Linked DNA regions of Mus musculus: region 2 is linked to region 1. The links are chromatin contacts, called in public HiChIP or PLAC-seq maps. All regions are on one chromosome and are shown on one strand. The core of a region is the stretch at or near the end of the contact, and the rest is flanking DNA. Distances in the headings are between cores, read along the strand shown.

Region 1 (4,328 bases), core at 1,676-4,175:
TGGCAAGAGCAATTTCTATATTCTAGCCTATGTCAGATCCTCAATGAATAAAGAGTTGACTAAATTGTTCCTAGATTTAATACTTCAGCTGCCATAATTGAAAGGAAATTATATTAACATTTTCTAAAGGAATATAACCTAGGGTATTTGGAACAATGTCTCTTTTACATGTTGGAGATTCTGAGAACCTAGTAGGTTCAGTGTGCCTGGAGGATTCTTGAAGAGCCTCTGGTCTTCAGGCTGTGTGGGCATGTGTCAATAAAGGATGGTAGTAGCAGCAGTAGGACTCACCAGCAAGAAGCAATGAAGGCACAAAAGCAACACAGCTCTTTCCTGGAACTTCATCCAAGCTGCTGTCAAAATTCTGCCCACTGTGGAGTCTTCCTCATTTAGTCCTGCCTAGAAATGTCCTCACAGATCTGCTCAGGGGAGTATTTTGTTCTGGATCAAATCAAGTTCCCAACCAGGACTCACCATAACAAAGATGAATAAATTTATCATAAAATAGGATAGTAAGTTAGGGTAGAGGACAAAGGGAACTGCCTCTCTGTCATCTGAACCAGTTCTGATGCTATATTTTGCAGCCGAGTTTTAAGATATAAATTTAATACTTTAGTGGAAACAATTTTCTACTTCTAGTTTTTCTACATTGAATTTAATAAGCCAGTTGTAATGGTACCTGACTGTACCATTACATGCAGACAAAATGCTCATACACATAAATATCTTTAAGGTAAATAATAGTCTCCAAATTAAAGACACAAGAAATAAAAACAGCTGTCAGAATGAGTTTATTATGAATATTAACCAAATTGACTTTTGTTTGACATAGCAGCTGACTATTAGATGTTAGCTGGCCTAGAACTCAGAGATCAGCCTGCTCTGCCTAAAGTGCTAGGCAAATAGCATATGCCACCACACCTGGCTCCCAATCTTTTTTTTTTTTTAAGATTTATTTATTTATTTATTTATTGTATAGGAGTATACTGTAGCTATCTTCAGACACACCAGAAGAGGGCATCAGATCCGTTACAGATGGTTGTGAGCCACCATGTGGTTGCTGGGAATTGAACTCAGGATCTCTGCAAGTGCAGTCAGTGCTCTTAACCGCTGAGCCATCTCTCCAGCCCTCCCAATCATTTTTTAATCAAAGTTTAGAATTATGGGATCATGTCCTGTAGCCTTCACAAATATGAGAAAGTCTTCAGGACTTAACCCCATTGTTGCAGCATTAGTCATTGGGTGAAAGTACACTTTCTCATGTCCACCTTCCAGAAAAGCTGAATCCAAGACAAATTTAACATCTCCATCATCGCAGAAGAGTGACAAAGGTGTGGCACAGCCTTGACCAACTTTCAGTTTTTCTAGCATGGCTGTTTCATCAGCAAACCGAAGATTTCCACTCCCAACTCCTAACTGCTTGCCAAGATCATTTAAATTGATTTGTCTATCATGAAGAACTGTGACTAACCAATAGTTTTTCTTCTTTTTGTCTTTAAGAAATAAGTTCTTACTATGTGCTCCTTTCAGATGTTGAATATGAGGCATCATTTCTTCAATTGTAAACACCTGCAAAATATGCAAAAGAAAAAACACTGTAAATTGCACACATACATATCCACGGTTGTACATATTTTTCATGGTGGATGCTCTGAATTTAACTGGTATTCGTTATAAATGTTTTGATAGGGGTTGGGCCTTTTGGTGCTGAGGATAGGACCCAGAGTGCTATGCTTGCTAGGCAGGCACAATATCTCTGAACTAAAAACCTCAGCCTCCAAATACTTTAAAGGCCTGGTACCTGGAGTACTGGTACTTAGAGCTGAGGCCGAGATCAAGAATTCAAGAGTGCAGCAAAATCCTGGTTGGGGTTCAGGGGGAGCCTTAATCATCACAGTTGCAGACCTCAAGACCTCAGTTTTTGTTGGGCCAGTTTTCTATCCCAGTGGCTAACAAAGCCATCAGGTGCCTGAGACGCTTATAACTTTTGAACTTTGGCGTAAAATTTGATGACAGTCCTTAATATTTATCTCCAGAGTCCCAGACATTCACTACAAGGGCATCGATGAAGAACATAAGACCCCAGGTTAGTACATAAAGAACATTTTTTTAATGTTACAAGTACCAGTACTCCAGGGCCTTAAAGTATTTGGAGGCTGGGAATGTACACAGAATGTGACCTTTGTAAAAATGGGAAATAGTAAATATTAAGACAGGTGTTTTCTATCATAAAATGTGTCGTGCAAGCCTTACCAACCCTCATAATAGTTTCCACAAAAATTGTACATCTCCAGTGTAGGTCATGTTAAAATTAAGGTACGTACTTTTGTTTGTGGCACAAGCGGGAGCGGGCCAAAAGAGGAACTGTAGTTTTAAACAGCTCTCAGTGTGAGTGCTGAAATAAATTCGTGTCATCTGCAAGAGAAGTACGTGCTCTTAACCGCGAAAACAATTCTCCAGACTCAGGGGTTATATACTTTTTGTAATTATTTGGGAAATGATCCTTGCCGTGCTGCAGTGGTAACGACTGTCCAAAGAAGTAAAAAACCAAGCCACCTCAATGGCCTGCTGTGCCTTTGGTACCAGATACAGCCTAGGCGATTCTATAGGGTTGCCACTTATGTAGTGCCTTGTTCCTTAGTTATCTACATAACGTATCAGCTATCCAACCGGCTTTTAAGTCACGTCAGTCATCCCAGGACAAGTTTCCTCACGGTTGCCGCAGTTTTAAATAAACTTATAAGCCTCTGCTTGGACCCAATAAACACTCGCCCGAAGACCCTCTGCCTTCCTGGGGCCGCAGTCTCACCTCGGGATGCTCCACGACCTCCGTGCGAATGGCGAGGGCGCCGAGCCTCTGTTCTAACTCAGCCCGCAGCTCCGAGCCTGCCATTTTCCCCTCTACGTGGGCAGGCTTACCGGAAGTGCCACGGCTTCGGGGGCGTGGTGATGGCTGCTTGCTCCGCCCTGGCATGGCTCTGTGGCCTGACCCATCTTTGGGCCGCCGAGAGCGCTTAGCCACACCCCCAACCACCTGAGCCTCCAGTGCCGGGGTCGGAAAGCTCCGGGTTCCATTGCTCGGCCGCGGCAATGTGGCTTCATGCCTCAACAACTGTAGCTTGTGACTTCCGTCTTTCCGTTCTTTTAAATTTTATGTGTTATGGGCGTTAGTTACCGGCTTGCATGGTTGTGCACCACGTGTGAGCAGTGCCTGAGGAGGCTGAAAGAAGGTGTTCAATTTACTAGAACTGGAGTGATGGTGAGTCATGTAGGTGCTAGGAACCGAACTCGGTCCTCTGGAAGACCAGCCATCACTCCCGCATATTATGATATTAGAAAACGGTACTGCGGGTGTGGTGGCGCACTCCTTTAACCCAGCACTTGGGAGGCAGAGGCAGGCGGATTTCTGAGTTCGAGGCCAGCCTGGTCTACAGAGTGAGTTCCAGGACAGCAAGGGCTATACAGAGAAACCCTGTCTCGAAAAAAAAGAAAAAAGAAAAGAAAGGAAGAAAACAGTACTGCGACGAATTACAGTGGTCGTTATGATACTTATGGCCTGGAATTTGCAACCATGGTGGGACCACTTACTTTGAATAAGGTTCAAATTCCACATTAGTATTTCACTTAAACTTTGAAATTAAGGCTCACATGCAACATGAAACACTGATACACTCAGAGATGTTTAATATAAATTAATTGTATTTATTTGGGAGTGAAGATCTGAAAAAGAACCCCTCTTAAGACACAGATGGTATGCTTTTTCTCTCCCTCGGTGACACAAATAGAGCCAGATTAGAACATATTACATGTAGATAAAGGCAGGTTTACTAGGAGGCAGCTTTTGGGCGGGCTCATCAATCTCACATGTGGAAGTCAGTGAAGTCACTCATCTGGTCTTAAGAGGGTTTCACAGAGTTTTGGCAAGGAATGATGCCGTGCTAGCTAGGAGCTGGGATAGTGTCCATACATGGTCAAAAACTGAGCCCCTAAGCAGACACTCTTGGGTGAGTTACCATAAACACACCACATTAGCCAGGAGCTTTCTCTGCCTGTGCAGTAGAAGAAGGAGGGCAGACTGGAAAACAGGGATTTGTTCCAGCCTATGATTTACTCAGTATTGGAAGAAACTACAAAAGAGTAAGTCAGAGTTGTGTTTACAGTTTCACTCTGAACTCAGGATTTCAAAATTTTAAAACTTTTTAGTTTAACCTTTTTTTAAAAATGATTTATTGCCCGGCGGTGGTGGCGTATGCCTTTAATCCCAGCACTTGGGAGGCAGAGGCAGGTGGATTTCTGAGTTCAAGGCCAGCCTGGTCTACAAAGTGAGT
Region 2 (4,546 bases), core at 309-2,808, 200 kb after region 1:
CTTGGTTGTTTGAAGTACTATCCTGTATTTCTTTTCTTTGAGAGTGGGGGAGACAAAAATCTTTGTTCTCATGTAACTTTGGCATGCACACACACACACAACACATGGTTTTGTTCAAGTAGCTTACAGGCTGTGGTCCAGGTAGTCCAACAATGGTTATCTCTTGAAAGAAAGGCCAAGGATCTGGTTATAAAACTGAAAGTCTTAGCCATCTCAATCTTTTGCAGCGTTCAGGTAATTCCTTCAGAGGTCTTGAGTCTATGTTGGAACCTCACAGAAGTACATTCTAATACCACCAGGGGTATTAGTGCCTTAGTAACGGGATAGATGAACTTGCCAGAGAGACTGAGGTTAAGGAAGCAAAAAGCAAAAGCTTTTTATGCAGGCTGGCCCAGATTTAGGGTGAATCTTTTTCCACCTTCAGATAATCCAGGTTTAAGGTGGGTCTTCCCATCTCAAATGATCAAATCAAGAAAATCCTCCACAGGTGTGCCCAACTACTTGGGTTTCTTCAGATTTATTTTATGTGTATGAGTGTTTGCTTGTATTGCTTCTATATATGCATCACATGAGTTCCTGGTGCCAGGGAGGTCAGGGTGTATTGACTCTCCTGGAGCTGGAGTTAAAGATGGTTGTGAGCTATCAAGTTGGTAGAGGTTTTTAACTTTCTTTTTGGTTTTTCGAGACAGGGCTGTATAGCCTGTATAGCCCTGGCTGTCCTGGAACTCACTTTGTAGACCAGGCTGGCCTGGAACTCAGAGATCCGCCTGCCTCTGCCTCCCAATTGCTGGGATTATAGGAGAGCGCCACCACGCCCAGCGGTTTTTAACTTTCTTTGTTAGGTTTATTCTAAGGGTTTTAGAATTTGAAACAGGTTCTCTCTGTGCAGCGGGGTGGGGAACCTGGAACCCTCCCTATGTAAATCAGATTGGCCATGAGTTTAATTCTTCCCGCCTCTATACCCTGAGTGCAAGATTAAATGCTCTTCACCACATTGTTTCTTGTTCAGTGTGCCCTTTGATGGTATGTAGACAGTCTACTGTATCTTTAATGCTAACTTTGAATCCTAACCATTTTGTAGAAGGTGTTTATCAGATTATCAGCCTTCTTGTGGAGTCTCGAGGGTCTCTGATGTATAGAATTGTAACACTTGAAAATAGGATTTTTTTTCTTAACTACTTCCTTTCTTATTTAAATGCCTTTTATTACCTTCCTGTGTGTTACTACCAAAGCCAGGATTTCAAGCATTTATTGGTCATTTGTGCTTTAGTTTTTATGAATTGCTTGTTTAACCTTTGTTCATTTTTCGATTTTGATGCTCTATGATCTTGTTTTTATGTGCAGGGTGCAAAGTCTTCTCTCTCTAAGATTTTTATGCACACATCAGTGGACAGTTTGACTTTTACAAAGGAAGCCGCTTTCTTTTTACTACTCTTAATTTTATTCTTACTTAGTTCCAATTTATTTATAATTGTCGCAGTTATTTTTATTCCCATCATATTCTGATCTAGCCTCCTGGTGCCAGGCAACCATTCAACTGTTGGATGATTGAGAATAGCTTTTGCTAGTTTCCCAGTGGTTGGTTAGGCAATCAAATGCAGATTTGGGTGTTGGTGCCATCTAGTGTGGGTAATGGTAAAACCATTTCTATGGAATATTTGATAAGTAACCATACTGAATAAATGTGGCTGGTCACAAAATTTCACACTTGTTATAAAACAAATTTATAAACTATTTTGAATTTTGACATTTTGTACAGAATTAAATACTTGAGCTATGCTATAAGCATTCTGAAATGACCCTGAAGATGTGTTTCTGTTAAGGTAAAAGGCCTAATGACTTAATTTTTAAATTGTAAGTTTAGAAATACTTTGGGTCTTTAACTCACTCACTCTCTCTCTCTCTCTCTCTCTCTCTCACATGCTTGTGCATTCGAGGTCATTGCATTCAAGGTCTCATATTTGATGAGGCATGTCAGTTTGACTTCACAAAGGAAAGCCTGTTTCATTTTTTAGTACTCTTTTATTTTTACTTTTAGTTCTGATTTATTTATAATTGTCTGGATTCTTGCAGAGTTATTTTTATTCCCATCATATTCTGATTTAACCTCCTGGTGCAAGAGAAACATTTTCAGTTTCTCTGGATTTTAATATTCATATATTGAAATTGCTATGTGATGTTGTTAAAAGAGTTTGAAAATGCTCAATTTTTTGTCATTTTGAATGTTATTTTTTAGATTTCAAATCCTATTCCATTTTTGAATATTGAGTTCACCATTGTTGAAGTACTGACTTTTAGTCCATAGAGGGCATTAGATTACAGCATATGGTAGGGTTTATGGTTGTTAATGTCTCTCAGCAGTAAAACATCTAGTTTTGTACCTCTGTGTGCTTAGAATTCTAAAATTAGTTTCAAGACTGCTGTGTAACTGTCACTGTTTCATATTAATAAAAGATTCGGGCTCTCCATTATTAATAGACGTCTAAATCGTAGCTTCCCAAAACAATATACAAGCAAAGTAAATGGCTGCTCTCTTCTCTTTTCTCTTTTCCTTCCTTTTCCTTTTCCTTTTTTTCTTTTCAATCTTTAAAGGCACAGGGAAATTTAAAAGGAAGGAAGGAAGGAAGGAAGGAAGGAAGGAAGGAAGGAAGGAAAAGGAAAGGGGAAGAAGGGGAAGAAGAGAAAGGGGAAGAAGGAGAGGAAGGGGAAGAAGGGGAAGGGAAAAGCAAAACAAACCAAAAATTTTGCTGGCATTAAAAGTAAAAGAAGTGGAAGGAGTTTGAGAGAGCAGGATGAGGTGAACACCAGGTGGGCTTACTAACTAGGTTGTTTTGTTTCTTTTTTGAAACAAACATAACTATATAATGTTAGCTGGCCTTGAACTCAGAGAATGCTACCTGACTGCTTTCCCAATGCTGGTTTAAAGGTCTGTACCATTCTGGGCTTTCACATCTGCTTTGAGACAGTTCTCTTGTGCTTAAAATCCTTCCAAATAGATACAAACTTTAAAAAAAAAAAAAATGCTCCCCAGGCAGTGGTGGCGCATGCCTGATTCCAGCACTTGGGAGGCAGAGGTAGGTGGATTTCTGAATTCGAGGTCAGCCTGGTTTACAGAGTTGAGTTCCAGGACAACCAGGGCTACACAGAAACCCTGTCTTGAAAAAACAAAACAAAACAACCCCAAAACTCACACATGCTACTTTATCAGAGATTTTTTTTATTAGCAACTTATTTAATTATATTTTTTCTTAGTTAACCATGCATTGTAAAAAAAAAAAAGTGTTTTGACTAAGGTAAGAGAGACATTGAAAGTAGGTAATTTTAGATCATCGTACTCTTTAGAAGTGAGTTGGAGACCTTGCAGGTCTTTGGTTTTATTTTTTTAGCATTATATTTACAAGTTTGATCTGTGACTCTTCCTTTGGCATTCTGTAAGGAGAAAATAGAATACTACACCAGATATTCAAAGCATCACGTTGCCAGTTGGTTTGCATGTGTATTATTTGAGGACTATTCTTGAGAGAATTTTATTCTTTAAAGGTTGGTATTTAAATTCATTTAGATGAAGTTTAATGAGAAAGTATGACCCATAAATTGTGTACTCATAAATTTTGCTCGTTGATTTTTCAGAGTAAAATATTTTTGCTTGGCTAACTTAAAAACTGCAGTTTTAAAACACTGAGAAAGAAGTGGGTAAAAATGTCAGCTGGTACCTATGAGTTAGCTAGTTTTCTCTATACTTACCATAAATTGTAATAACTAAAACTAAAGAATTGATTATCATTCTGCAAAAACTTAACTTAAGGCTTTTAATTTGCTTTCTTAAATAAAAGCTTACAGTATGAAAAGTACATTTAATATTCATATGAGTGGATTATTACACACACATTCTTGGCACCTTAAAATTAGCAGACAAGTGAAGTATTATAAATATGTGAGTTACATATATGCTGAATATGTTTACCTTAGAGAATATGTAACTTGAAGGTACTATTTACTGTCTTCTGGTGTTTTTGTTCTAGTGGAGCTCAGATTAGAACCCATGCCTTGAGCCTGTTAGGTATACACTTTACGAGTTAACTATACTCCCCGTCCTTGTCTGTCAGTTTGAAAGAGTTCATTTAAAAAATACTGTCCTGGAAGTATTCTGTATTCTTTGAACAGTTTTGGATGCTAAACCGTTATGTGAAGAGGTCACACAATTTCATCTTTGATGTAATATGGTGGTGACAGTGTTCTCAGAATAATTATATCATATAAGGTCTCAGCAAGTAAAGTTAGAAATACTTCAGAATTCTTTTAAAATTGCTTTTATTTATAATTGTGCAAGAGGGACTTAAAAATGAGTAATTGGCATTCTGAACACTTAAGGATTTTGCAAGGTTTTGCAGGCCCACATAAGTGAGCATATTTCAGGAAGATATCCCCATTTCAGTGTGGTTACAGCCATGAGATGCATGTACTTTTATGCATTGATTTTATATATATTACATCTTCAAATGCCATACGTATTTAAATATATTTTAGCTGATTAAATTGGCACTGT

The links. HiChIP or PLAC-seq counts read pairs in DNA pulled down with a chosen protein or histone mark.
Region 2: an H3K27ac HiChIP or PLAC-seq map of embryonic stem cells shows a contact between it and region 1, with 10 read pairs. The contact joins the enhancer-like site here to the promoter of Prorsd1 in region 1. A contact is called at or near these places in 6 of 39 promoter capture datasets (the C10 cell line, cranial neural crest, embryonic stem cells and 2 more), 2 of 484 Hi-C or Micro-C datasets (Sertoli cells and embryonic stem cells), 8 of 115 datasets of contacts at active chromatin or transcription factors (the 230-238 cell line, bone marrow-derived macrophages, embryonic stem cells and 2 more) and 4 of 9 other capture datasets (adipose tissue, liver, macrophages and 1 more).

Annotation. Positions count from the first base shown.
Region 1 is chr11:29,512,108-29,516,435 of GRCm38.p6, forward strand. It overlaps Prorsd1 (prolyl-tRNA synthetase domain containing 1), which reads right to left and starts at 2,926. Exons shown (of 2, transcript NM_026465.3): 1 at 2,810-2,926; 2 at 1-1,569. The coding sequence starts at 2,893. The coding sequence ends at 1,144.
Region 2 is chr11:29,713,388-29,717,933 of GRCm38.p6, forward strand. All of the region lies in intron 3 of Rtn4 (reticulon 4), which reads left to right. Among named protein-coding and RNA genes, the nearest start is that of Rtn4, 23 kb to the left of the region's middle. Within about 2 kb of position 1,559, at least 8 of the 459 cell types and tissues checked have an H3K27ac peak or open chromatin away from gene starts, as enhancers often do. A contact at or near this core is called in embryonic stem cells, where this site is marked.